2 separate regions of the Hordeum vulgare genome follow, and region 1 is linked to region 2. Evidence: chromatin contacts called from public Hi-C data. All regions are on one chromosome and are shown on one strand. Each heading gives the region's core, a stretch centred on a gene start, on an enhancer-like site or on the middle of the called end of the contact. The rest is flanking DNA. Distances are from core to core; before and after follow the strand shown. Region 1 has its middle 90 kb from the start of LOC123395933. Region 2 holds the start of LOC123395438.

Region 1 (5,947 bases), core at 3,033-5,532, 260 kb after region 2:
ATCCGACGGAGACGAGCAACCCCTTCTTCACACGCGCGCAGGATGACCAAGGTGTCGTCGGGATATTGGAGCACAACCGTAGGGGCCTCCGGGAGCAGCACATGTCGCAGCGCTACATCCTGCCGAATCATCTGTTGCAGCACATCTGCAACAATGAGGAACAAATACGGAGATATTGGGTCACCTTGGCGCAGCCTGCATTTTATTTTGAGCCACTTTCCTGGGACCCCATTCAGCAGAACAGTCGAGAGCGAAGAGTAAATTATGGCATCGATCCAATCACACCATCGAGAAGGGAATCCACGGTCCTCCATGACCAGACACATACTTCCCCAGTTGATCGAGTCAAACACTTTAGTGAAGTCCAGTTTGAGCACCACCACGGGGGTCTTCCTTTTGTGACAGCATTGAATCACCTCGGTTGCATAGACAAAATTTTCTGAAATGCTTCTCCCCCGCACGAACACAAATCGGTCTTCGTCAATCAAGCTCGCGATCTACTGCTGGAGATGGGAGCTCAGCACACGGCACAAGATCTTGACGTCCCTGTTTTGTAGTGAGACGGGACAAAAATCCGCAGGAGCCAAAACTCCGCTTGTTTTCGGGAGAAGGGCGATGTACGCGTGGTTTATACCATCCACGCGAGCAACACGTGAATGGAAATCGTCAAACAACCGCAGCAGATCTTCAGCCATCGCATCCCAGGCCACCTGGTAGAAAGCAGGGCCCAGCCATCGGGGCCGGGGGTACTGGTGCGGCCGAGGGCGTTCAGGGCCGCCTTGACCTCGCGCGTGTTAAACTGCACCATGAGGGCGGGCCCGTAGACACATGCGGCCTGCGCATAGAGCCGACGTAGGTCGAACCGCCATGTAGGTCGACGCTCCCGGGCCAGGAGCTCGGAGAAGAAGCCTAGGAGCGTGGCGGCCTTCCCTGCATGGTCAACCACATGCACCCCATCGACGTCCAGGACGGGGATGGCGCTGCATCGTCGGTGGTGCGAGGCGGAGGCATGGAAGAACTGCGTGTTCTCATCCCCCTCACACACCGCCCGCCTCTACCCCCACTGGCGCCAGTGAGCGCTTTGCTGTAGAACCGAGGCCGTCAGAGCCAGCCGAGCATCACTCCAAAGGGCGACCTCATCTGGGGAGAGATTACGACATTCTTCCTAGAAATCAAGAAGGTAAATCAAAAACCAATAGTCATTATCAAATGTGGGATTGAACCGGTGTCGCTTTTTCGACAACCTAGAGCCAACCCTCAAAGCTTTCTCCTTAGCATAAAGAATCCCTACCGCATCCGTGCCGTGAACCGAACCAACCCAGGATGGGATGGTAGCAGGAAGAAAGAGGGGATCGACCAGCCAAGCGTTTTCAAAATAAAAACGGGACGGGGTCGAAACCTTGGTTGACGTGGAGACAACGAGGGGGATGTGGTCAGATATGGTGCGGGGAAGGGAGGAGAGGATCGAGTCAGGGTAGGACGCATTCCACCTATTGTCAAAGTATGTGCGATCAAGCCGAGCGAGTATTAGGGGGTCCTCTCGGTTCGTCCAAGTAAACAGACGATCGAACAGATGAATCTCGTGGAGAGAAAGGATGTTAATCATCGAGTTAAATCTAGCAGCCCAACCTGCGTCTAAACTAGCATTGTTTTTCTCGCACGGGAGGTGGATGATATTAAAGTCACCCACCACAAGCCAGGGGTTAGAGATGATGGCACACCCGGTCACCATATCCTCAACAAAAGCGCCACTCAAGGAGTGATTAGATGGGGCATACGCATTTGTGATCACAAATTGCGACATGCACTCGATCATGGTGCTGAGAGAGAAGCGAGACTCAAACAAATAAACCAGAGCAAAACGAGCGGGATCCCACACACTGATGATCCCCGCCGCCATCCGCAGGTTTGGCCACAAAGGCCGAGAGCCGGTTAGGGAAGAAAGTAATCACCTTACTCGAGCCAAGATCGGCGATTTTGGTCTCTTGGAGGCAGGCAATACATGGTTTGGAGGAGAGGGCGAGGTTCTTAACAACATCACATTTATTCCTGACTCCCAAACCTTGGACATTCCAGGATACAATGCGGATTGACCTCACATGATTACTAGACATTATAACAGCACACACCAGACCAACGGACACGCACACGCACACAGCTAAATGAGAAACACAAGGAAGGAATGGAAACAAGATGCCTCGGGGGGAGGTCCATGTCGCCACGAACAAGGCTCGCACCCCATCGTGGCTATTCGCCTACACTAGGCCTCCTAAACATCGGGAGGCGGAGACACCATGGCAGCAGGGATGGAGGCGGCAACGCGCAATCCAGCCATCGGCTTCTTGCCCAAGGGGGCAATCACCGCATCCAGGAGCTTATCCTTCATCACCCTAGATTTGAGCCTTAGGGAGCAGCCAGAGAGAGCATCTTTCAAAGCTCGCGGGCGGATAGCTTTGGTCTCCATGTTGACCTAAGCGTCGGATTCCTTCCTATCTAGACGAGCACTGCGGCGGACCATGTCCACCTCCCTCTCCAGCACATTGCACCCCTCCGACTAGCCCTCGTCAATCTCGACAATGGTCACCCCAGAGCTAAAAATGCCCGAGCCAAAGCTCAAGGTGGAGCCCAGAGACGGTGAGACGTCTCTTGGCGGAGAGGGGCGAGCCAACATGAGGCGCCACGGCTCGTCACCGCCTTCGACCCACGACCTGACATGGAAGGGGTCTGGAAGGGGCGGCGCGCCAAGGACGTGCGGCATCGAGGCGAGATGGCGGCCTCCGCCGCGCCCACGCCCTCGGGCAGCAGAAGCATGCACGACTCCACCGCACCCACGCCCCGCGGTGATCCCCTAGAGAGGAGGGTAGTTGTGGGCGAAAGAAGGCGGTGGGTCTTGGAAGAACGGGATGTAAACACTGTCTCTAGACAAGGAGTCGCCTGCCGCCCAAGCACGAACAAGCCAAAGAGAGATCACACGCACCCCCATCTGCCCCCAATGGGCCAGGCGTCACAAGGCACATCGCACGGCCCCCGGAGCTGCACCACAAGCCTAACAGTGGCAGGCTCCCTTCCCGCCAGCACCAGCGGATCAACCTCCAGCACCCGGTCGAAAGGAGCAAAAGCCGCAGCAATCCCTTTTGGGTTCAGGTGCTCGGTGGGGAAGCAAGTGGCCGCCACAGGGCACACATACCAAACTGCATGTCCACTCGCCCATACACATCCTCGCGGTGGAGTTCGATGCGGGGCCTTCATGCATGAAGGGCTGGTGGCCCATGGCCTCCTCGCAATCCACCACCGAGGCAAGCCGGAGGTACATGGCGCCGATCGACGACGGGATCGTCTCTAGGAGGAGGTGGCTGATGGAGCGAAGGACGGCCGCTTTGAACCATCGTCGTGTCGTTATGGAACGTGTTTGGCGGCTCAATGGTGACAACCGCCAGCCTAATAACTGTTGTGTAGTCACCCTCAGGCATGAAAACCTCAACCGAGTCTGGGCGCATGGACTCTGCATCAATGGAGTGCCCAAAGGACCTAGACGACTCCGATGTGGCAGACGAGCCCACGAGAGAGGAGAGGGCGTCGCCCGAGCCAGCGCCACCCCACCCTGTCCTACAGGGAAGCCCGCAACCTGGCCGTGGTCGGGGTTGCGTGGCACCGGCGCGACCGACTCCAGGTGGCTGGACACCGGCGAGGAAGGGATCTGGGAGGGAGGCGGCGAGGAGACAACCTCCAACGTGGAGATATCGCGGAAACGCGATTCCACCAGCACCGCGTCCATCGGCTCCACAGCAGGGGCAAGGGAGCTCGCCTCTCCCAACTCGAACCCCAAGCAGGGCTAGGCTTGCTAGGTGTTTGGAGGAGCGGGCACACACCGTCGGGTATGGAGTGGGCGAACGACGAGCGGGAGGGAGGCGGAGGAGGAGGGGCGGAGTCGGGACGGAGGTTGGCCGCGTGGAGGAGGCGGAGGCCGCGACGGGGGACGAAAGCCGGCGGAGGGAGGCCATGGCACAGCGAGGCGAGCCTGCTCTATGCCTAGAGACCCGGCAACGGCGGCAGTGAACGGGGTCGCGGACGAGATGGTGGGGGGAGAGACAGCGAAAACAACCAGCTGGGGAGAGAGGAGGGAGGAAGCGCGAGGTTTTTTTTATGCAAGGCAGGTGAAAGCAGTGCGTCCTTGTAAGAACTTTTCCCCGCGGGAGTCGGGGAAGTAAACAGAACTGGGTCCACCGCGGCGGAGCTGTCAACCTCCAGGCAATCAATGCGCAACGGACAACCGCTAGCGACGCCCACATTGTCGCTGGGAGGCACGACCAATCCCGTCGGGAGATCGGGAGTAGGATGGGCAATCGATTCGCAGGGGGGTTTCGGCGAATCATCAGCCGAAACGGTGTCCAGAGGCACGGAGAGCAAACCGAGGCTATTAACTCTGGAGGGGACAGGGCACCAAATGCCCAAAAGGCTACTGAGGCGAGCGCGGCTAGAGGCCGCAGTTACACCCGGTGGGTGGCAACGGGCAGCAATTCGCCTCGCTCGGGCCAAAGCCCTGGCTGGTGCCACGCATGCTCCGCCACGCCACACAAAGAGAGAGAGGTTAATGGCAGGCATGAGGCCACGGCCAACGGCGACGAGGAATGCAACGATCGCCGGACTAGCGACCCCGACATATAAGACGAGCTCACCGATGCGGACGACCTTGAGACACTCGTCCGGGGCACGAAAAATGTGGGAAAGGAGCCCAGCAACCCCTACGGCCGAGAAACACGCTGTCGGCAAGGGTGCGGCGACCTAGAGCACGCCAGGCTTACCCAGGTCAGGGAAGGACCCAGGATCATGGGACACGAAGGAAAGAAAGGACGCGAGCACACGCTCGCGAAAGGCCGAGCCTGGACGCGGAACAATGGCATGGAGACGAACACGGATCACGCTACCATGAGAGAACAAACAAGGGTTACCTCCACAGGGGGCCCACCGTCCACATCGACGGTGAGGGGTGGTCGATGACAGCAGGAGAGAAGAGGCAGCGGCATCGGGAGCCCCTGCCGGGTCGGGCGGCGCGACGGAGTTGCCGAACGCGTCGCGTGAGCTCTCACGCATCTCTCCTCCCATTGCGCATCCGGGCAGAGTTGTTGACGACTAATCATTATGTACATTTTAGTTATACAGAGGCTAACTATTGCTCATCATGCTTTGTATTCGTTAGATTTTTAGTCTTTTTATCCAAAAAAATACGAAACCAAAGCGTACGTGATGGCAGTCGGTGTTAACGGATGTGACTTTCGTGATCGTGTATCGGATATTCTTAAGCCAGTGACTGAAGTGAATTTTGAGTACAAGTCCGGTGACCTTCGGTGAGCTTATCTCTCCTTGCAAAATCAATTTCCATCAGACCTCACCATGAATTTTGAGTACAAGTCAAACGCACCACCATCCCAAAATTCGAAAAGGCAACGCGGAAATCACATGTCCGTCCTGCAAAACGATGCCCCGCGTGCGGCAGTCCCTCCGCCGTCCGGCCCCTCTCTCGCACCCTCCTGCAGCCCCAGCAATGGCGCGGAAGAACAAAGGGAAGAAGACCAGAACCAAAAAAGCCCCACCTTCATCCACCCCGGTTCCTCCCCCGCCGCCGGTGGAGCCACAGGCTAAGGCGCCGGACCCGGACGTCTCCATCAACGTGCTCGCCGAGTTCGACATCTTCAGCATTCTCCGCCGTCTCTGCCTCGCCGACCTCCTCCGTGCCGCCCTCGCCTGCCACCGCAGGCGCCGCCTGGCCGCCCGCTGCCTCCCTCGCGCCCCTCCTCTACTCGGCCACTTCTTCCATCCAACCCAAGTCTCTCCCCCGTACCCCATGGAGGAAACCAAGTCTCCCGACACCCCCGCCGTGTTCGCTCCCCTCGACGCCTCCTCCCCGCGCCTCTCCCTCGACTTCGCTCAGGACGCCTTCCGCTTCTAC
Region 2 (5,887 bases), core at 394-2,893:
GCTTACTCCGCGGCTGCGTACGATCCCGATGAGACCCAAAGCCAGGACGGCCGAGCGCCATTCACACAAGCCACCAATGATCCACATGACGCCTTCATGCAAGATCAATTCAGCCTAGACGGCTTCCCGCTCGACCATGAGTTCTCGGAGGACTACAACCTTGAGGAGGAGGAGGAGGATGACATGGACATCGACGGGGAGCCTTTGTTCGAGGAGGAGCTCGCCAACAAAACTGCTGCTGGGGCGAAGCCAAAGCACTAGAATAAGCGGACGAAGGCATACACGCCGACCGAGGACAAGCTTCTTTGTGAGTGTTGGAGGGACATTGGGCAAGACCCGAAGGTCGGCGCCGAACAAAAGTGGTCAGCCTTATGGACTCATGTTAATCGTGAGTTCCATGAGCGCAAGAAGTTTCCCGCATACCAAATGCAAAGCAGGCGTGGATGGGTGTCATTTTCGAAGCATTGGAGGGTGATTCAACAAGAGTGCAACAAGTTTTGTGCCACCTATGAGAGCATCAAGGCACACCCGTGAGCGGCCTCGGCATCCAAGACATGGTATGCATGCCCTCTCATTCCCTTTTGGTGCCACACATTTTTCCCGTGGATTGCATGTCCGTTTGACCACATATGCTTCCTTGGTTTGAATTGTAGGTGTTTCAAGCTTTGAAGGCATTCAAGGTTCAACACGACAGCAAGGACTTCCATCTTTCTCATTGTTGGACTATCATCAAGGGGTAGGAGAAGTTCAAGAAGCAATATGCCGCCCTCTTGGCGCGTGGGGGGGGGGGGGGAAGAAGCTGTGGAGGACCATGGTGACGGCAAGAAGGCCCGACCGCGGGGGAAGACCAACTCGAAGAAGGAGGACAAGCGGGATGCGGCGTCGATTGCCTTGCTTGAAAAGGTGGTGGGCATGATGAACAAGAAGGACTAGAGGGAGGAGAAGCGCCGACAAGAAAAGGAAGAGCAAATGAATGCCTTCATGAAAATCCAAAGGAGGAGGCTCGAGATGGACGCGGAGAGGCAAGCCAAGATACTTGAGTTGGAGGAGGGGAATCAAGCCAAGATGCTCGAGATCGAGGACACGAATGCCAAGACCAAGGTGAAAGAAGTGACCCTCGCAAGCACGAAGACGGGCGTGGAGATCATGAAGGTTGATCTGAACACCGTGTCGCCTAGGAAGAGGCTATGGTTCGAGAAAATGCAGGCCGAAATGCTCAAGTTCGACCAGCTGTGATCTGCGATGAAGATCACAATCCCTTTTTTGTATGCCGACAAGTGTGCTGGCATAACCACGTGCCGACATGACGTGGTCGAATTCCCGCCCCTTTTAGTGTGCTGGCATATGTGATGGTCGCTGGCAAATGTGCGAGTATGAACTGCGTGGTGGTTTTCTATAGGCTCGCAATGTATTTCGGTCGCTGGCATGATGCGAACATGAATTCTTGAACGTTGGCATGAGGCCTTTTTAATCTAAATGTGCGGACATAAATGAGTCGTCCGCGTTGGATGCACGACCGACCAAAAAGAAAAGCGACCAGACGCGGAGCGGGCTATCACCAAACGGATAAAAAACGAACAAAATTGTAATCTGTTTGGGTCGGCCGGTTGGAGTTGGTCTAAGGAGAGCATTTCAAATTTCATATTTCGAAGAGAGTTCATCCAAGGTGAGTGGTGTGTCAAGTTCAAAATATAAAGGTGAGTGGTGTGGTCAACAATACTACTGTACTCCTTCCCAAAGCCTGATCCAAACGTACTCTGTCCCTGCTACCACGCTCCTTGGGTACAAAAGAACACCGCCCTCTGTCCCTCACTGCTACTGCTCCTTCCTTGCAAAGCCAAACCATGGCCGGACCATCTCTCCCGACGCCACCGGTGGTGGAGGAGCCACAGACGGGGGCTGCCAAGTCGGCGACGACGGTCGATGCCCTCCCCGTGGACAGCCTCCGCAACATTCTCGGTCGCCTCTGCCTCGCCGACCTTCTCCGTGCCGCCCTCGCCTGCCACCGCTGGCGCCGCGTCGCCGCACGCTGCCTCCCCCGCTCCGCCCCTCTCCTCGGCTACTTCTTCCACCCAACGGCCACCGGTTTGCCGCCGCCCATGAACACGCGATCCAGGGACATCGACACCCCCGCCGTCTTCGCTCCCTTGGACGCCTCCGCCCCAAAGCTCTCCGTCGACTTCGCTCCGGGGGCCTCCCGCTACGAGCTCCACGACTGCCACCAGGGCCTCCTGCTTCTCGAGCCCCTCGGGTCGCTCCCCAAGGGCATCCTCCCACGCCTCCTCGTCATCGACCCGGCCACCCGCCGCCGCGTGCTCCTCTCGCCGCCGCCGCGCGACACGGCGCACGACGACCACCGCTGGCGCCGCTCCAGGCACTACGTCGGCTCCGCGCTTCTCTCCCGCGCGCACCCGAGCAAGCTCTGCTTCGAGGTCGTGTGCGTCTCCGTCGACGGCGGGCACCCGCGCGCCTGGGTCGCGTCCGTCGACGACGGCCGATGCAGCTGGCGCACGCTCCCCCGGACCATGGAGTTAGAGGTCGATTTCGACCCTTGGTTGTTCGAGTCGCGCTGCGTGCACGCCGCCGGGAAGCTCTACTGGCACATCTGCAACTCCTACCGCATGCTCGTGTTGGACCCTGCGACGACGCACCTGTCCTACATGCTGGCGCCGGCTGTAGTGTCGGACCATTTCTGCACGTACCGCGTGGGAGAGACGCCGGAGGATGGGCGTCTGTGCCTGCTGACCGTGGGACGTCGTTCGCGGCAGCTGCAGCTCTGGGTCCGCGGGTTGGCCAGGGGGAGCGACAACGGGTGGATTCTGGAGAGGGAGATGCTCAACATGCGCGTGGTGTGGGACGCAGTGCCAGGCCTGCCCAATGACCTGGGCCACAGGGTGTTCAGTGTCTGGCCCAGCGACCTGGACGCAGGGCGCACCGGCAAGGTGTTCATCAGAACCATGGGATATGGGCGCTACTCCGTACACCTGGACACCGCCAAGATGGAGCGCCTGCACACCAAGCATGGCAAGGAGTACGGCCACCCGATCTACGCCTACTTCCTCGCGTGGCCGCCTGCCTTCCTCGCTCCAGAATGCTGACTTCCCTCCCGGTGATTGATTGGTAAAACCTCCTTTCCTCTTCATGATGCCACTCATCGATGTTGCTTGATGACGTGCTTAATTCCTCAGATCATTTCCTATGTGGCCGCCTTGAGGTTTCGATACATGCTGGTGGCAACTATTGTAAAGCGATCATTCCAAATACATGTCTGTTTTAGAGTTTCTAGTCACGATTTATTTCTCGATTCCTCTAGGTTTCGATATATGCTCGTGGTAGAAGGTCCAAATATATACTTTCTTCCTCTGCATGGTTCATAGTCTCTAGCTACACTGCACACATGTCATTGCTATCCTGGTCTGTCATACTTCGCATGCCAAAGCTTTTGCGATTCGATGGAGTTTAAAATCAAAAACCAAATTTGTGGTAGGTTTTAGGGAATTTTCAATAAGTGCTAATTTTTCGGAACCCTAACCCGAATTATGGCAGCTTTACGCTATTTGCTCTTTTAGTTAGGGAAGCGTTACGGATCAGACTACTGATCCGATATGTTTTACCAGACTAGTCATTGACCGTATGATGAGAAGCATGATGGCCATCAGATTTGGCTGTACAGCCCCACATGTGCTGCCGATGTGTGTTGGATTGCTTCCTTAAAAACTGTGCCTATTAATTTATTTGCATGCATGATTTCACATTAATTGCAATCAATTTGTTTCCAAACAACCACCCTATTAAATTAAGGCATATCGAATTGAATAGGCGCCATGATAGGTGCTTCCATGCATGCGATTTGTTTCCGTACAATTTGTTTTCATTCCTTATTTTGAGTGTAAGTTTAACCGCCTCTAAAATAATATTCTCTTTTTTTGGTCAGCTTCAAAAATTGTTTCCGTGGAAAATACAGATTGCTTCCATCCTGGTCTTCTAAATAATGAAGAACCTTCCTTCGAGTTAGAAATTGGTCTTCTAATAGAAAAGATTCCTTCCTTAGAGTTAGAAATTGTTTGCTTCGATAGGTAGATTTTTTTTGCTTCCACGGAAACTGATGTTTGCTTCGATCTAGTTCGATCATATTTGTGTCCAATGCAATCACACAAAAATATGTTTCAGACAACTAGAAAATTATTTCAATTGTTGAGGAATTAGCTTCCATTTTTAGGTCGTGCAGTATGCTTCCATATGTGAAAAATTGTCTCCAATTCAAGTGTAATTTCAATTTGCTTCTTATCTAGAATATCTTGTTTCAGTTGACCAACAAGATTACGTCCAACACATTTGAGTTTGTAGTTCGTTTACAACATAGAAAATAATATGCTTACTTCTTCAAAGAGACAAAATAATCTGCTTACAAAGAAAAATAGGGTTTACTTCCCAAGATACTTTCTCAGATCTACATTGCCTCCAAAAAGAGAATAAATTTTGACATGAAAGAAAATATTGTTGATTTTTTCTTATCCAATGAAACAATGCTTCCAAAGGAAATAGTATTTGCTTCTTACGATGTCAGAATTCGCTTCTATGTACAATGAGCGTCGAGGATGCAGTAGTGCGCGCCGATCGTCCCTCCTTCGACTTGGATGATCACGTCCGGCTCCCCCTTGCCGTAGCCGACTTGCTGGAAGAGCGGCAGGCTGAAGGACGGTGTCGGTGGCGGGTCGTCGAAGGTGAGGAAGTCGCCGCAAACGTCGATGGCGCACTCGATCTTGAGGTGGTCGCCGACGACGTAGCGCGATCCGGCATGGAGGTGGCTCCTCCTGGCAACCTCGCCGGTGCCCCAGGCGCACGTGTCCTCACTGCTGGCGTCGAACAGGATCAGGTCCTTCTCGCGGAACAACGACACCGTCTCGCCGGTGGTCTGGTTGACCAGCTGGATTCAATAGATGGAGGATGAGAAAACCATGCAAGATCCAATGGGGTTAGCATCGGTGGAGTAGACTAGGGCTAACCGTGTTGTTGGGGTGGAGGGGGGAGCGAAGGAGGAACCTGCGAGGTCTCGTCGACGGGCAGTGAGGTCGCATCATGGAGTCCCGTCGTTGGCTGGCTGAGTCACGACGAGGCGGCGGCAGCGCAGCGGATTGGATGAGCGCGAGTTCGCGGCGAGCCGAGAGAGGTGGGAAGCAGAGCTCATCAGGGCCGGTGGTTAATGTCTGGTTCGGTGGCGAGAGATTAGGGGAGGGGATGGCGTGCGGGGATATGGTGGAACCGTTTTTTCTTTCCTTTTTTTTTCATCAATACGAGAGAAATCTGGAACGTTAAATTCGCAACGAATCGACGGGCATCGAGTTGTCTGACGAGGGCGTTCCTTCAGACTATAGATGTAAAGCGTTTACCTTTTAGTTACTTACAGTGTGGCTGGGGCAGGCCGCTTGTCATAAGTAGATGTTAGCTTATAGACACGGCCTCTAGAATTCCAAAATGCAGGTTCATTCTTATATTGTTTTGAAAAGAAGGGTGATTAATTGTTAAGTGAATTGAAGGTAAAATGTCTTTACATAATGGGAATTTTATGAATTTTATATGCTTTTCTGATTGTTTGGAATCAAACCTTTTATTTGTGTTTTCCTTGTGCCAAAAGAATTGATCTTGTGTGTTATGGGTATTGTACGAACAAATACTTCATTAATGGCCATAGCACAGTTGCAACATACACAGCGAATTAGTATGTGGGAGTGGGATTATGTGCATGAAATCTGCCAATCGTTGAGAGTTATACTCCCTCCGTTCCTAAATATAAGTCTTTCTAGAGATTCCATTAATAGAGTACATACGGATGTATATAGACATATTTTAAAGTGTAGATTCACTCATTTTGCTCTGTATGTAGACT

Evidence for each region. Hi-C and Micro-C count contacts between places; a contact is called where the count stands out from the background.
Region 1: a contact with region 2 is called in a Hi-C map of seedling, with 4 times the contacts expected there. The contact joins the enhancer-like site here to the promoter of LOC123395438 in region 2. A contact is called at or near these places in 2 of 6 Hi-C or Micro-C datasets (leaf and seedling).

The regions. Positions count from the first base shown.
Region 1 is chr5H:367,179,094-367,185,040 of MorexV3_pseudomolecules_assembly, forward strand. It overlaps the pseudogene LOC123397525. Among protein-coding and RNA genes, the nearest start is that of LOC123395933, 90 kb to the left of the region's middle. Within about 2 kb of position 4,283, at least 3 of the 3 cell types and tissues checked have open chromatin away from gene starts, as enhancers often do. A contact at or near this core is called in leaf and seedling, where this site is marked.
Region 2 is chr5H:366,918,210-366,924,096 of MorexV3_pseudomolecules_assembly, forward strand. It overlaps LOC123395438, which reads left to right and starts at 1,644. Exons shown (of 2, transcript XM_045090437.1): 1 at 1,644-3,120. The coding sequence starts at 1,845. The coding sequence ends at 3,098.